Linked DNA regions of Mustela erminea: region 1 is linked to region 2. Evidence: chromatin contacts called from public Hi-C data. All regions are on one chromosome and are shown on one strand. Each heading gives the region's core, a stretch centred on a gene start, on an enhancer-like site or on the middle of the called end of the contact. The rest is flanking DNA. Distances are from core to core; before and after follow the strand shown.

The links. A called contact is a pair of places that touch in the nucleus more often than the background predicts.
Region 1: a contact with region 2 is called in a Hi-C map of fibroblasts, with 3 times the contacts expected there. The contact joins the enhancer-like site here to the promoter of MAML2 in region 2. A contact is called at or near these places in 2 of 3 Hi-C or Micro-C datasets (fibroblasts and spleen).

The regions. Positions count from the first base shown.
Region 1 is chr9:35,848,403-35,855,649 of mMusErm1.Pri, reverse strand. The region is part of intron 1 of MAML2 (mastermind-like protein 2); the gene reads right to left. Among named protein-coding and RNA genes, the nearest start is that of MAML2, 98 kb to the right of the region's middle. Within about 2 kb of position 5,614, the one cell type or tissue checked has open chromatin away from gene starts, as enhancers often do. A contact at or near this core is called in fibroblasts, where this site is marked.
Region 2 is chr9:35,752,192-35,759,198 of mMusErm1.Pri, reverse strand. MAML2 (mastermind-like protein 2) reads right to left here and starts at 4,746. Exons shown (of 5, transcript XM_032360171.1): 1 at 2,888-4,746. The coding sequence starts at 3,400.

The sequences.
Region 1 (7,247 bases), core at 4,365-6,864, 96 kb before region 2:
CTACATGGATAGAATTCGGAAAATTGCTCAATATTCTGCTTTGTTCTGCTTGTATGGACACAGCCTAATGCTTTCCATGCCACCAAATTAGTACTTAAGTGGTTAAAGTCACCAAAGGAGCTTTTGCATACTCCATGCCAGCTGTGTTCTAAAGAGAATTAGACCTGAAATATCCAGCTCTGAGAACAAGCAATTAGTAAAAGGCTTTAGTCGTTTAGCTGTGGGTTTCATTAATATGGAGGAGACAATAAAAGTGTTATTTACACTATTATAAAGTTTGATTTAAGCATTTCATGCTAGGACACCTCACCTATGAAACCAGTGATAGGTCTGTTTAAAGAAAAGCGGAATTCAGCTCATCAGACACGAAACAAAGCTGATCCAAGGCATATTTGTGTTACGTTTCAAGTCAAATAGCACATTCTTTACTTCCAAGAGAAAAATTTATTTTTTCTGTAAGTGGCTAACCTCTGGAAATAATTTGGGAGACCAGAGAAAGAGAAAACCCAATTTTGAATGAAATCTCCGTTGTGAGTCCAAGCCTTGCTGTCTCGATAGCGGCATTTTTAGGACTGCTGTGGTTGTCACTGTTCCAAGCTCCCCCACAGAGAAGTTTAGGTCTAGCCTGGAGATCAGGGACTCTTTTTCCCAAGTTAGATTTCATGGGAGTTATTCCTGTTGCTGCAGACAAATCTTCCTTTTTAGATAAGATATATGGAGGTAGGCTAGCTGATGTGCTTTCCCAGCTTTCCTGAGATAGAACTGGAACTCAACATCGTGTACGCTTAAGGCACGCAACATGATGATTTGATATACGTAGACACTGCAAAATGATTACCACAATAAGGTGACTTAACACATCTACCACCTCACGTAGTTACCATTTTGTGTGTGCACGCGGTGAGAGCATTTAGGGCTTACTCTCTTAGCAACCTACAAGTACACACTACAGGGGGTTCATTGTAGTTAACATGCTCCACAATGATATCGCCAGAACGTATTCACCTTATAAGTCTGTACCTTTTGATCACCAACACTCATTTCCTTCCCCTCCCCAGCCCGTGGCAACCACCAACCCACTCTCCATTATTATGAGTCTGGTTTCTAGAGTCTATATTCAGCATTTGTCTGTTAACATTTTAATGAGCCAGAAATTACTGGAAGAGCAAAGTCAAGAAATGTGAACTTATTCAAGTGTCTAGTATAAACAGAGCCAGTCAGATTAAAAACAAAAACAAAACAACAACAACAACAAAAACCTGCTCACAAAGTGGGGTGGAACGTTATTGAGGCATTGATGGAATATAGTTGATGGAATCTTCTTGGAGAAAGAGAACTAAGCAGAAAGGAATTTAACTAGGGATTTATTGAAGGGTCACTACCCACAAGAGTGAGTAGCAATGCTGGACTTCAGGAGTCTATGCTGAAAACAGAATGAAGAAGTATTTTAGCCAGTCCAAGCCAGAAACAGCATGTGACACCAGATTTCGACCTAAGAGACACAAACTTGACACAACTACAATTCCCACAAAAGAAGAGGTGATGCTAACATTTTTAAGAATGTCAGGACTGGTTTATTACATACTCGAGCTGCCACACTTGAACACACTGATAGGGGATGGTCCAATAGTTTTGAATGCTATAAAGTAAGTGTTGTGTTATTTCCCAAATGGCTGGCAGATACTGTTAGGTTTGGATGATTAAATGCATGAAGGAGGCAGAGAAGGCTCTAGACTGCAGCCTCTGTAGGTGAATTTCCTCCCTCCCTCTGGGTGATGGTGCAAGAAAAGACTGGTGGGAACAGCTACTGACTCCTATTGAGGGACCTCCTCGTCAGGATTCTCATTGCTCTAACGTCGCTCCTCAGGAAGCCCAGGGCAGAGTGATACCACGACTTCAGATGTTTTGGCCAAATTCAGAGTAAGGACAGATTCCTGGGATGGAATCAAGAGCTTTTGAGTTTTGTTTTTCCTAAACACTGAGGCTATACCTAAGTGATTACACTGTCCCATGGTTATGAGTTCCTATGTATGTTATTAAGTGTGAACTAACAATCCTTCAGTTTCTTCTATCATTTTGAAGTTGAACTACAAGGCAATCAAGAAAAAAACAAAGTCACACACTCCAGTTACAAATCCTACTATTACAAGTAGGGCTACTATTTACAAGCTGTCAACTTGGGAATCTCCACTGGGAATCTGGGTTATATCATAAGAAGATAGAATAAGGGCACGTATGTCCTAGAGCAGAATGGTGGTTAGTGGTGTAGGTTATACCAGTAAGTTCCCAAATATTAGCATTCCTCATTTCTTGAACCCTCCCCCTTGTCCACTACCACAGCCATGTTCACCTGCCCAGGTCTTCATACCACTTCTGAGCTGTACTTTCTTTTCTTTTTTTTTTTTTTTTTTTCATTGGTAAACAAGGAAAACTATTGATTCTGAACAGGATGGTTGTGGAGATCAATTGAGATGAAGGGAGTGTTTCTTGTTATTATAGGCTTCATAGGCATCATTATTATTTACAGTCTATGAGGAAATATTAGCCAATAACTTTATTCTTTGTCATTATGCAGTGCTTTGATTTATAATCTACATTAAAGACAAAAGCTAAACAAAAGCTAAGGGTCTGTGCCTTAGAATGCTAAATCACCATTAAAATAAACCATTTGGAAAACTCGATTAGCTGTTCAATTTTATACTGTGATTATTCTTTCCCCAGGTTTTCTTCACAGACAAAAAATAGAAAATTTGGTTTGTTTTTCACAGTATTAACAAAAGCTGATGAACTGTCTGTGTCAATGTTATATATTTAGTGGACTTATTATTATTTTTGCAATGCTTTGGCACAGCTCAATTTTAAATGTAATTACCACATTATAATCTTGGCAAAACCCACTGTTCCAAATAATGCTCTGATGTACAAATGAGTCTTCCTACCAAATGAAAACCGCCAAGGGAAAGGTACTGTTATATTACATACAAATGAAAAGTCTCATTGAAGCACAGAATAACTATAAATTTCATTTCTAAAGCATACACTATATTCACACAAACCTAAAAAAAGTTATAATTAAGACGTCCAATTCTCCTGAAATAGCACTCTAATATATTCACTGTAGGGTACATAGGCACCCCGGATCAAACAGCATCTCTGTACGCTGTGAACTAGAGACACTACTAGAATTAATACGTTGAAAATTTCTGCAACTGTTGCAGAACATGAGGGTAAACACTGAAGTGTGGCCAGAAGATGTTATCACCAGCACTGTAAGTCATTATGAGGTAAAGTTTTTATAATAGTGTGTGCTTACAGATGTCTTCATCACAGTATTTTCACCAGGTCTGCCTCATAATAATACCATATCTGGTCTTTCCAACATAAAGGGTTTCTTGCTTTAGTAGAGAAACCAACTCTGAGATGAGGACTTACCTAAGGGATTAGCTTTTACTTTATGCCAGGTGATCCTTCTGGGACTTAAGTGTGTAGCTTTTCTTCCCAATATCTACCGGAAAACCTTTCTGAAACAATGCAGGAGGCTGATGACTATTCTCCTATTGCAAGAGTTCTCAAACCTGGGATGATTTTTGCCTCCTACCCAGGAGATATTTGGCAATGTCCGTGGACATTTTTGACCATTATAACTGGAGGGGCGTAGCCTACTGGCACTTAGCGGGTAGCAGAGATGTGGCTAAACATCCTACAAGGCACAGGGAAGCCCCACACAAAAAGGAATGATCTTGTCCAAACTGTCCATTGTGCTGAGGTCCGTATCTCCATCTGACAACATAACAAGTGTTGCCTCTTAACACTGCCTGGGTCAGTGTCCCTGGACAGTCCTTGTTGTAAAGGTCAACACAAGAGCAGAATCCAAATCCTTTGTTTCCTGCTGGGATCCCATAAACACTGCCAGTGCACACATCCAGTCAGTGGGCGCTTAGTTTGCTTCAGGCTGGGCCCAGAACTTTCTGAAGTTCCAGTTTTGCTTTGTTCAATCATTTCCGAATATATGTAAGTATCATTCTGATTTGAACCAGTTCATTAGGTCTAACTGGGGACAGGTTCGGTTCAGTGACAGCACTAATATTTGGGTTTTGTTCCGTTCAAGGTGCAGCACAGCAAGTGCGATTCTTGGCCCTTGGCTATGGCTCCTCTGTTTAGGGCCTTGCCTTAGTGTCCACGTGAGTGTGACTGGAGCGGAGAGTCCAAGCCCATCACCATCACGGCTCCTAGAGCCTCTGCATAGCAAAGGAGTTAATTCACTCGACTTTGTTTTAGAGGAAGACTCATGAACACCAAGCACCGAACCAAAAAGTTTTAGGGTGTCTTGATTCCCCACTTTCTGTTGCTTGGTTTCAAATGATAAAGAGTTAACCAACTTATTAAAACTTATTAAAAGCAACTTATTCTATATTCTGTGTATGAGAAGGTACAATAGTCTCATGTTTTGAGTCTTCCTGATACTGTTTACTTGAGTACACTCTAAAGGGAAAAAAAAAAAAAAAGGAGGAAAAAAAGTTCTTGAAAATCTCCAGGGACTGAAAAAAGTGCCCGTTTACCCTTATTTTGCAATGGCCCTTGTTGTGAAATCATCAGACTGCAAAACACTGGAGGGTGGATTTTAGCGACAAGACCTCCTTAAGGCTGTAAACAAACCGAATGCATTAAAAGGAAGAAACAGAGGTGGCAGATTTCATCATAAAACAGGGAAAACAGTTTTCCAGCTGAATTATAGATACAGCGCAAAACGCAGTTGTTCATTTTTTAAAACTTCGGTTTCTGCAGGCGGCAACGGAACATTCCAGTTGGCTCAGTTCATGAAAGCCATCTGCACCTGCTCACAAAACAGCTTAAAGGAAGAAAAAATCCGCACGAAGGATTTTAACTTACACAGACAATAAGGAATAGCCCCTGGTACCCCCGCACCCATAAAGGAGGAACAGTATGAAGCAAGGGTATCATAATTTTTTTTAACTACCGATACATAATAATCTAAAACCACCTTACAGCATGATTTCCGTTTTACCTGTGACAGCTACACTTACTTGTTCTGGTTGTCTGCTAAAAAGTTAGACGATTAAAATTCAATTATGTGGGTTTTTCTTTTATGTTGCCTAGGGTTGAATGAATTACTGGCAGGAAACTTTAGCTCACGAATTCAATCAAAAATCCTTTCATTTGTCAGAGCTGCTTCCTGCCCCTTCTCCTTTAAACATCTGCTTCTCCAGTTCAGGGAAAACACACACACACACACACACACACACACACACACACACCCTCTTTGTTGAAATACACACACACACACACACACACACACACACACACACGCCCTCTTTGTTGAAATAATAAGCCATCACCCAAACTTCCCTTGCAAAAGTTACAGATTCTCTCTTAAACACACACTTGCTCCCAGTAGAGTTTATTTAATGTATCTTTAATAGCTTCCTTGTACTCCTTTCTTCCTTTCCGCTTTTAAATTCTGGAAAATCTCAAGCTGACAAAAGAAGACCTTTTTAAAAACTCAGCCATTCGCCCGGAGAGAAGCCCGGGAGGCCCGCAGGCCAATGAGCAGGAGGCCCCGCGGCGGCGGCGGCGGCGGGGAGGGGGCCGGGCTGTCGGGAAGGGCTCGCGCGCCGTACATGGCAGGCGCTTCCTGCCCTAAAAGGCCGGCTCCGCACCCACAGAAATCGGGGGTGGGGAGGTGGGGGGGCCAAGCAGGAGGCGCCGCTCCAGAGGCAAACAATCCGTGCGCCTCCGCGGCGCTGAACCGAGCGCGGCGCCGGCCTCGCCGGAGTCCTCTTCCAATCCCCGCCCGCTCCCTCCTCGCCACCCGCCCCCCCCCCCGCCCCATCCCAACCTCCCATCCCCATCCCCTTCCCCAACCTCATCCTCAGACCCCCCCCCCCCCAAAGCATGGCCCACAGGTGACCGCCCTGGGAAGAGCTGAAAGTGCCTGCCTTCTCTGCGCACAGCAGCAGGCCCGCTGGGAGTCCACCCATCCTGCCTCTGCGTTGCCCTACGGACTCCTCTTTGGGAAACGGACCTGGGGCTGACTTCAGGGGCTACTCCCATTGCCTACAAATCGTGCTGTTTCTTTCTCTACAGAAATCTGGAGCAAATGCAAAACAAAACAAAAACAGTAAAATTTGGGGCTGTGCTGCCTGATGATGTCAAACCTATTTCAGATCTTTTAAAATAGGATCACCCCTTTGAAAAGCCTCAGAATCATGGGAAAGACGTGCTTTAAGAATGCTCACATAGAGTTTATAAACGTTTAAAACTGGTCAAAGTGGTGATGTTTTACTAGGACATGGTACATAATAAAACCGGCTGTTATATCACGGTGAAGCCTAAGAATGTTTTCTTATCTAAGCTGTGCCTGTAATTCTGTAAGTAGATAAGGAAGCTTCCGGTTACTACACTTTTCGCTTTCTTATAGACAGAAGAGCTTGAGCTGTAACGATTATAACATTACTAGTAGTCCCAAATGTACTACAATCAATACATTCATAATTTCTCCAGGTTGTAATTATTCACCCTTAAATTTTAAAAAGGTGGTGCTATATTAAAGCTATTTATTGTTACGTTAATAATAGTAATAACAGGTAACATTTCTGAGCACTATGTACCAATTGTGATGCAAGTTATTTACATGCATTATTTTATTTAACCCCCAAACCTTATGGGGAGCTATGATTATGTACATTTGAAGAAACGGGTTTAGATCATTAATCTGCTAAAGGCCAGACAGTTAGGTAGCAAAAGCTGTAACCTGCACCCAATACCTGGACCCTCAAAACATACACACACTATTCACCCATGTATCCATCCATCATCCATCCATCCATCCATAGAAAAAGCCCATCATTTGGAAGACACAAACAAATGTGGTAAGTTGTACACACCCCTCAAAATTCTTTTAATATATGCATCTATTTTATCCAGTTGAAAGGTAAGGAATAGGCAATATCTTCAAATGTCAGGCATCAGATAATAACACTCACATACTGAATAAAAAAACAATGAATAGTACAGAAAGAAATAAATCAAAAAGTCAATGAAGCTGCTATCAACAAAAAATTCAATACTCCTTTGACATACAAAATATAACATTCAAGGTATTTCTCAAAAGACCAATTTTTTCCTTAAATTTTCCAAAGAATTTTCAAAAATACATTCAGGGAACATTTGGGAATAGCAAGTTTCCAAAACAAAACATGCATAGCTAGATTAGCTTGCCAGTTTTG
Region 2 (7,007 bases), core at 3,497-5,996:
GGGCTATTGAAAAAACTCAGACTTTATATATTTCTTGCAGCACAATAGCCCTCAGGTCGATGCAATCCCACAGACCAGAAGTTCCCCTGCCATCCACGTTCCAGTATTACTGACTCCATACTAGGCATTGTACTGGCAAATACGCAGCATACAGAGATTCCATCTGAGGATTCAGTGCATATTTGGTTTTAGATGACCAATATTTTCTCTCTCTCCCCACGAAAGGACCTTTATGGCCACTTATGGCATATGGATTAACTCTTCAATACACCCAGACATAAGTAAATCTGGTCATGCACACAGAGGTAAAATTAAGAAAGAACTCTGCCACTCATTCCGCGCAAAATCCCCCTTCAAATTAATAGTGTCTCTGAAAATAAGAGGAGCCCATGTGAGGTGGGACCTGCCGATCTAATGTGCGGGGATGAATCAGTTCCCAGTGCCCAGGCCTCCCTTCAAACACAATGTTATCGGGTTCATACAGTACTTGCATCACCATCTCTGAGTACCATGCTGAGTAACAAAGCTCCAAATTTAGAAGCTAAAATGGAGAAGGGAATTTCCAATAACCAAAAAGGGGGTGGTGGATCAACCTTTGCAAAACCACACGTTTTCAATGAAAAGCAACCATCAGAAAGAAACTGTTCTTTTTAGTCCTAACTCACAGGGCACCTCTCATCATCACCGAGCTCGGAGAGGGGTCTCCATGTTTCAGGATGTCGCTGGTGGTTAGAAGGAAAGAATCAGATTCTCTCTCAGAACAGGAGTGGTACAACAGCCACCTCTGGCTTCTGCAGCAGTAAGCCTTCAGTCCGGAAAGGCAGGACCCCCTCCTCTCACTTCCTACCAGCATGGAGAGTGCTATCGTAAAGTTACAATAACCATTGAGGTTGACTGGTTTCATTCTGCATCCCAAAGTACCCCCCCCCCCCCCCCGCCACAAAAGAGCCAGCCTCATTCTACTTCTACCGTGGAGAAAAGAAAAAAATCAAAAATGGCCATAAGCAGACATGCCACCTTCCTGGCCGAGATACGAGGGCCACCTCCAGTTTTGGCACCCCAGACAGATATCGGTCTTCTCCACTGAAAAAGGCTGAGCGCCTCGTCCCCTGTGTCATCCCCAGAAACACTTACCAGGAGACTGCGAAGTGCACAAAGCGGTATTATTGGGAGACTTGCAGACAGATTATAAATTTACTAGGGACAATCAAGGCATTTAGATGCTTCTGGCTGCAGATGCCAGTGACACACACACATACATACAAACCTCATTCTTCTCTCCCTTTGAGTGATTTCCCCACCCCCCACCCCCTCTGCCATTCACCTCAGCAGCTCCCTTTCACAAAAAAAAAAACTCCCACTGCTCTCCTAGGGAATTCCAAGGAGTGGTGGGATGGAACAGGTAGTAGGGAAGGGAAACTAGTCCTTGAAGCTCTAATAGGACCCCACAGGTCAACTGCATTCAAGGATGAGACAGCAAACACTGGGTAGTTCAACTGTTACCAGTTATTTTTCCTCTGGAGCTCATGCCAGGAAGTTGCAGTTCTAGGCAACCCAAGCAAAATGTGTGTGTGGTGGGGCAGATGACCACTAACCTAGCTTTCCCAGAACTTCTAGAAACTTCACTACACGCCCTGGCTAGATATAAGGGGGAGCCACAAAGAAGCATCCTATAGGCCTGGCTGGGGCGGGGAGAGGGGGTCCACTCTCCAGAGCTCCTTTTCAAGCTCCTTTGGAAAAGGAGTTGGACGCACTGTCCTCCTCTCCTTCGGGCTTTTGCAGTACTTTTAGTCTCACATGGCTATTTCCTGTTGCTGACTTTCATTAGGGCTGGCTTAGGCAAGCCGGAGCGGTGCTGCGAGCAGACAGAAGATCAAGGGCCCCACAGACCTCAGAAATGGAGGTGGCCTGCAGGGCTGCGGGGCAGGGTTCCACCTTCTACCCAGAGGCCACTGGCCTGGCAAATCCAGGGGAAGCCGGTGCACGGCAGGCGGTCACCTGACCAGGACTGGCACCGAGAACCAATGATTCAAGGGATACTCCCTCTGGGATGGGGTGTGTCTGTGCCTCTGAGGAAGAAATGCCAGCCAGAAACTTCAGTCAGAACTTTCAGGTTTGATGTCCTGTCACCAGGAGTGGCTGAAGACAAGGTACTTCCTAGGATGATAGTGCGTAAACGGCCCCTTCCGTGCCTGCCCACTGTCCTGAAAGCTGTCAGCTGGCATGACCTGCCTGTGGTGCCCGGGAAAAGAAGCTCAGTGGGAGGGGGCAGTGGGGCCATCCCTGGGAAATCAGGGAGTAAGCCTCTCAGAAACATTCCCTCACCCATCTTAGGGATGTTTCCCCCACATTTCTCTTTCGACTGAGGGGACACTCATGGAACTTCTCTGTTAGAGATCGCCACTTATGGTCTCTTAACCCAAGAAGGGGCCACTTCAAAGGGGAAATGGGAAATGCAGGAAAAGGCTTTGAGGAAGGTCAGCTGGACTGACAGAGGAACTCAGGCTGAAGCACGGCTTGTTGGGCCTAATCAGAGCTGGCTAGCCAGAAGAGAAGATCTGTGAGGACAGGGCCTTCCTCAGCGGCTCATTCAGATCTTGCAAGCCTGTAGCCACTCTTGACTCCAGAGGGCCTCTGGGAAGCTCGGGCTTTCTACTTCCTAAGAGACAGCCTACTAGTGTAGGAATAGCCATGAATGAGCACCAGAGAACTTGATGAGTAAGAGTGTAAAGCTGCACAGACTGCCTACCCGATGGCCTGGGAGGTAGCCAGGTAGCACCTTGGCCCTTTTCCTTGCTGTCCGCTCCCCCTCAGGCCAAGGCAAGCTCTACCCTCACAAAAGGCCAGCGGACCACAGCGAGAATCATGAGAAAACCAGGTGCCTTACCGCAATCAGGGCTGAGTTCCTCTGGTCCCCAGGGGTTGAAGCTTGTGACTGCTGCTCACCGTCGATCCCACCACCGCCACCATTATTGCTACTGTTGAGCAGGTGCTGCTGGTGGTGATGGTGATAGTCTGGTGGGGGCGGTGGGGCTGCTGTCGCTGCTGCTTGAGAGGCTGCAGGAGGGGCAGCAGGGGGCGGTGGAGGGGCTGCCGTGGTGGCCGCAGTGGCAGTGGCCTTGGCGTGCTTGCCAGCCTTCCTTGCCCCCTGGCCATGCTGTACCAGGCTCAGGAGCTGCAAGGTGCTCTCTCTTTCCCGGTCTGAGCTCTCAGCCCGACCACGCTCATAGCGTCCTTCACAGCTCAGGTGGTGCTGGCGGCAGACGGCGATCCGAGCCCGGAGGCGCTCCACGATAGCACTGTGCACTCTCGGGGTGACTGAGCCCCCTCCAAGGAGCCCCGCCCCAGGGGCCCCCCCTAGCCCTCCTGTGGGGGCCTGTGGGGGCGCTGTGTCCCCCATCTTACTGGACACAATGCTGCCTCTGGGATGGTGAGGTGGAAGGAGGCTACTGCTGGCTATTGCAGGCAAGTCTGTTTTTGACAATGTGAGCTCAGTGTTCAGGGCCACATGAATAGAGGTCTTCAGAGGTTGGGGGGAGCCGTGGAGAAGGTGTGGGGGAGGGGAGTTAGTAAAAAGAGGGTGAGGAGACAGAGCAGAACCAGTCGCAGAGGATTAGTTGGAAACAAACCCTTATCAACTTACTCTAATTGCATTTGACAGCTCTTGAGAACTTGGACAGAGTTGGTGGGTTTTTTTTTTCCCCCCCACCAGGCTGACAAGAGCCCCTAGGTACTTTGTAAACACACGATCTGGGGGTTAGAGCAGGAATTCAGGGATTGTCAAGCCAGAGACAGAAACAGACAGCAAAGGGAATTGAGAGGAGTATTAATAGAGATTGGACTCCCCCTCACCTAGTTGTTTCAGAAAAATTTTTTATGGGGATGTTTCTGCAGAGAAACACATCTCTACCACGTCTATGTAACCTGCAGCCTTTACTTTTCTCCGGGTTAGGAAAAAAAGTGCTGTTTCAGGAAATTTTCAAAGGCAATGTTCAGAATGAACAAAAATCAAGAGAGGCTGTCTGTTGGCTTTTAATTTTTCCTCCCTTTCCCTTGGCTCCGGTGTTTTCTCCTCTTTGGGGTACTGTAGGATGTTGTCTTCTCCCAAAAGAGGGAGATAGCTTTTCAATTGTTAACAATGTCAGTAACTGGACTTTTGGACCATGCTCTTTTCTTCAGCTAATCCAATCACCGGTAAAAATCCTCATTCCCTCTAAGGTTTCCTAGCCTTAAATGAAAGCAGTCTGAAGTCGCTAGCCACTGAGAGAGATCCTTCAACACATTTTTTTTTTCTTTCCCGCTTACGCTTCCTCACCCCCGGCGGCTCTATTCTAACACAGTATCAAGAGAGACAAACTCTTCCGAGAGTAATTTACAAACGATGGTCAAACTTACAAACTTCCAGCAAATTGCACCGAGTCATGTCCAGCCACTTTTCTGTCCACTTTTGTACATTCCATCCCCGGCCAGTGGATCTGAGGGTCTGGACTCGCAATAAGCAATGTGGTTCTATCTCCTGTATTGCTCCGCTTTATAGATGGAAAGAAAAAAAAAAAAAAGTAGCTTGTATTTTCCTTTCTCTTTCCCGTCTGTTGTTAGCCGCTTTGCTGACACTGGCTCCACTGCCCGGAGTCACGGCGATACACAGGCTTTCATTGTGCTCCGATAGGAGAGGGAGAGAAAGAGAGAGAGAGTGAGACAGAGAGGGAGAAAGAGAGAGCCAGCAAGCTGCAGATGGGGGCGGGGGGAGGGGGCGGGCGGGAGAGCAGAGCGGCGGCTCCCTGGTGGAAGGCTGGTGTCACTGCACGAGTGAGTAATTGCAGCCGGGCGCCCGAGAAAGGGGAACGCAGAGGGCCTCCCAGTGGCCGAAGACGTAAATCCCACAGCCTGCGCGCGGCGCGTCTCGCCGGGGCTCCCGGAGCCTGACTTGGCCGAGTGGGGAAGGCTGGGGAAATTCCCCAACCCCTACCCATGTACTTCACCAGCTCTAAATGTTGAAGAAATTCCCGGCCAGGGAATGTATTTTCCCTTTCAGACCTACCTGACGCCCCCCTGAGGGTATCATTTTCATTTTTCAATAGGTTGTAAAGGACACCACTGAGCACCCCAGCGAGAGCTGGGTGAGCAGGGAGGAAATGCTCATTAAGTATAATAAGGAAGGCGGGCGAGGATGTGCGTGTTGGGGGCGGGGGGCGGCGGGGTGCAGTGGAAATCACATCGCTAGCCCACCCGGAAAGGGGAGGCCAGTGTCTTGTCTACCTGCCTGCCTGTTCTGTGCGTCTTTGGGTAAGTCAGCTTCGGTGATTACAAGCAATTCAGCAGGGGTAAATAAGAGATTTTATGACGATGAAATCACCGGTCCCAGTTCTAGAAAAGAAAATGAAGGTTTTTCTTTGAAAATACGAGGTGACTTATGACAAGTCACTGCAAGATCCACGGCTATCTGGTTTACATGTGCATGGAGAAAACTCAGTATGTAGCCGTGGAGTTTCAAGAAGTTTAGGTGAGCACAAAATTGGGATCGTCAGGACCATAACCATGCTGTGTGTCCTAACTCCGAAGTCACTTGGATTTGAGGTCTCGAGCAATGGGACTTCATTAATTTAAACGAATACTCCCACCTCAGTGACACGGCCCTTCTCCAAATTGACCTATGGAAAGAAATGAATGGGTAAAGTCAATGGAAACATGGTTAAGACTGGATTTATTTACAATTTAGTTCCCAATAGGTAGGCTGGTCTGCTTTAGTCCATTTTATTTTCACAAGTTCGGGAATATTTGTTTGGAGTTGGCGACAAGTATACTCTGATCGAATGTAACTTATTCTTTTTTTTTTTTTTTTTTTTTTTTTTTACTTTTCATTGGAACTTCTGTCCTTTCCAAGGCTAAGTTCCTCACTAGTTACATGGGGGAAAGGCAGGAATTTGTTTTTGTTAGGTATGCAGATTTTATGGGGAAGTCTCTCATGAGGTGTCATTAAAAATTGAAGGAGTTTTGATCATTTTACATTTGATTTTTTTTAAAAAGTTGTACTCATTAGACATTATCTTCCATTATATGGGTACTTTATATTCAGCAATCATACTTGATAAAAGAGAAAATGCAACATTTAAATTTAAAACACTGTTTACTGGACAGTGATGCCATAGCATTGATTTTCATTAGTAACTCAGAATCCTTAGTCAAAACCGTTGTTCCTTTCTGATACAAATTTTGATTTCCATGCTAGACAGGGACATACCTTAAAAACATGTCAAGCAGTTTAATAGATTTTTACACTATATTCAGCCGTGTATGTCACTTTTTTTTAGAGTGTCTTTTATATACATTTTTCCTTTACAGCCCATTAAATTCAAGCTGAAATCATTATGCACATCCTCATTTCCATTCACATCAGCTACTGTTTATTTAATCACTGTTTCAGGCACAGCACTTCACATAGATCTCCCTTAATCCATGTAAGTATTATTAACCTCACTTAGAAGTGAGGAAACTGAGGCTCCCAGAAATTAAACTCCTCGTTCCAGTTCATGTGACTAGGAAATAACAGCTCAGGGCTCTACCTCAACACCGATGGCAAACCTGTGCTCTCTTAACCACTGGGCTTGCTGCCTCAATATTGCAAAGCTGCAATTACACTCTAATCAGCTTGCTAGAGTCTAAGCCTCCAAGAAATGAGTAGTGAATAGAACCACCCATCTGAAGGTGAGAGCAGACAAGTGAGAAAGCATGTTCAATTACATCCAACTGCCAATAAAATAAACATTTATTTTGTTCCTCATTTCCCTCCCCTCCTTTTAATGGTATTGTTCTCTAACCCTTGTTTCTGTGTAGCCATGTGAATTCTTTCAAGGATTGCTTTTCTTTTACTTGTCCATTTTTGACTCATCATCTCTCCTAACATGGCTACTTAACACTAAAGCACCTAACACCACAGTAATAAATGCCAAGATCTAAACACTTCACAGACATGTAGAATTTTAAATTTACAAAGTATTTTTTGGTGT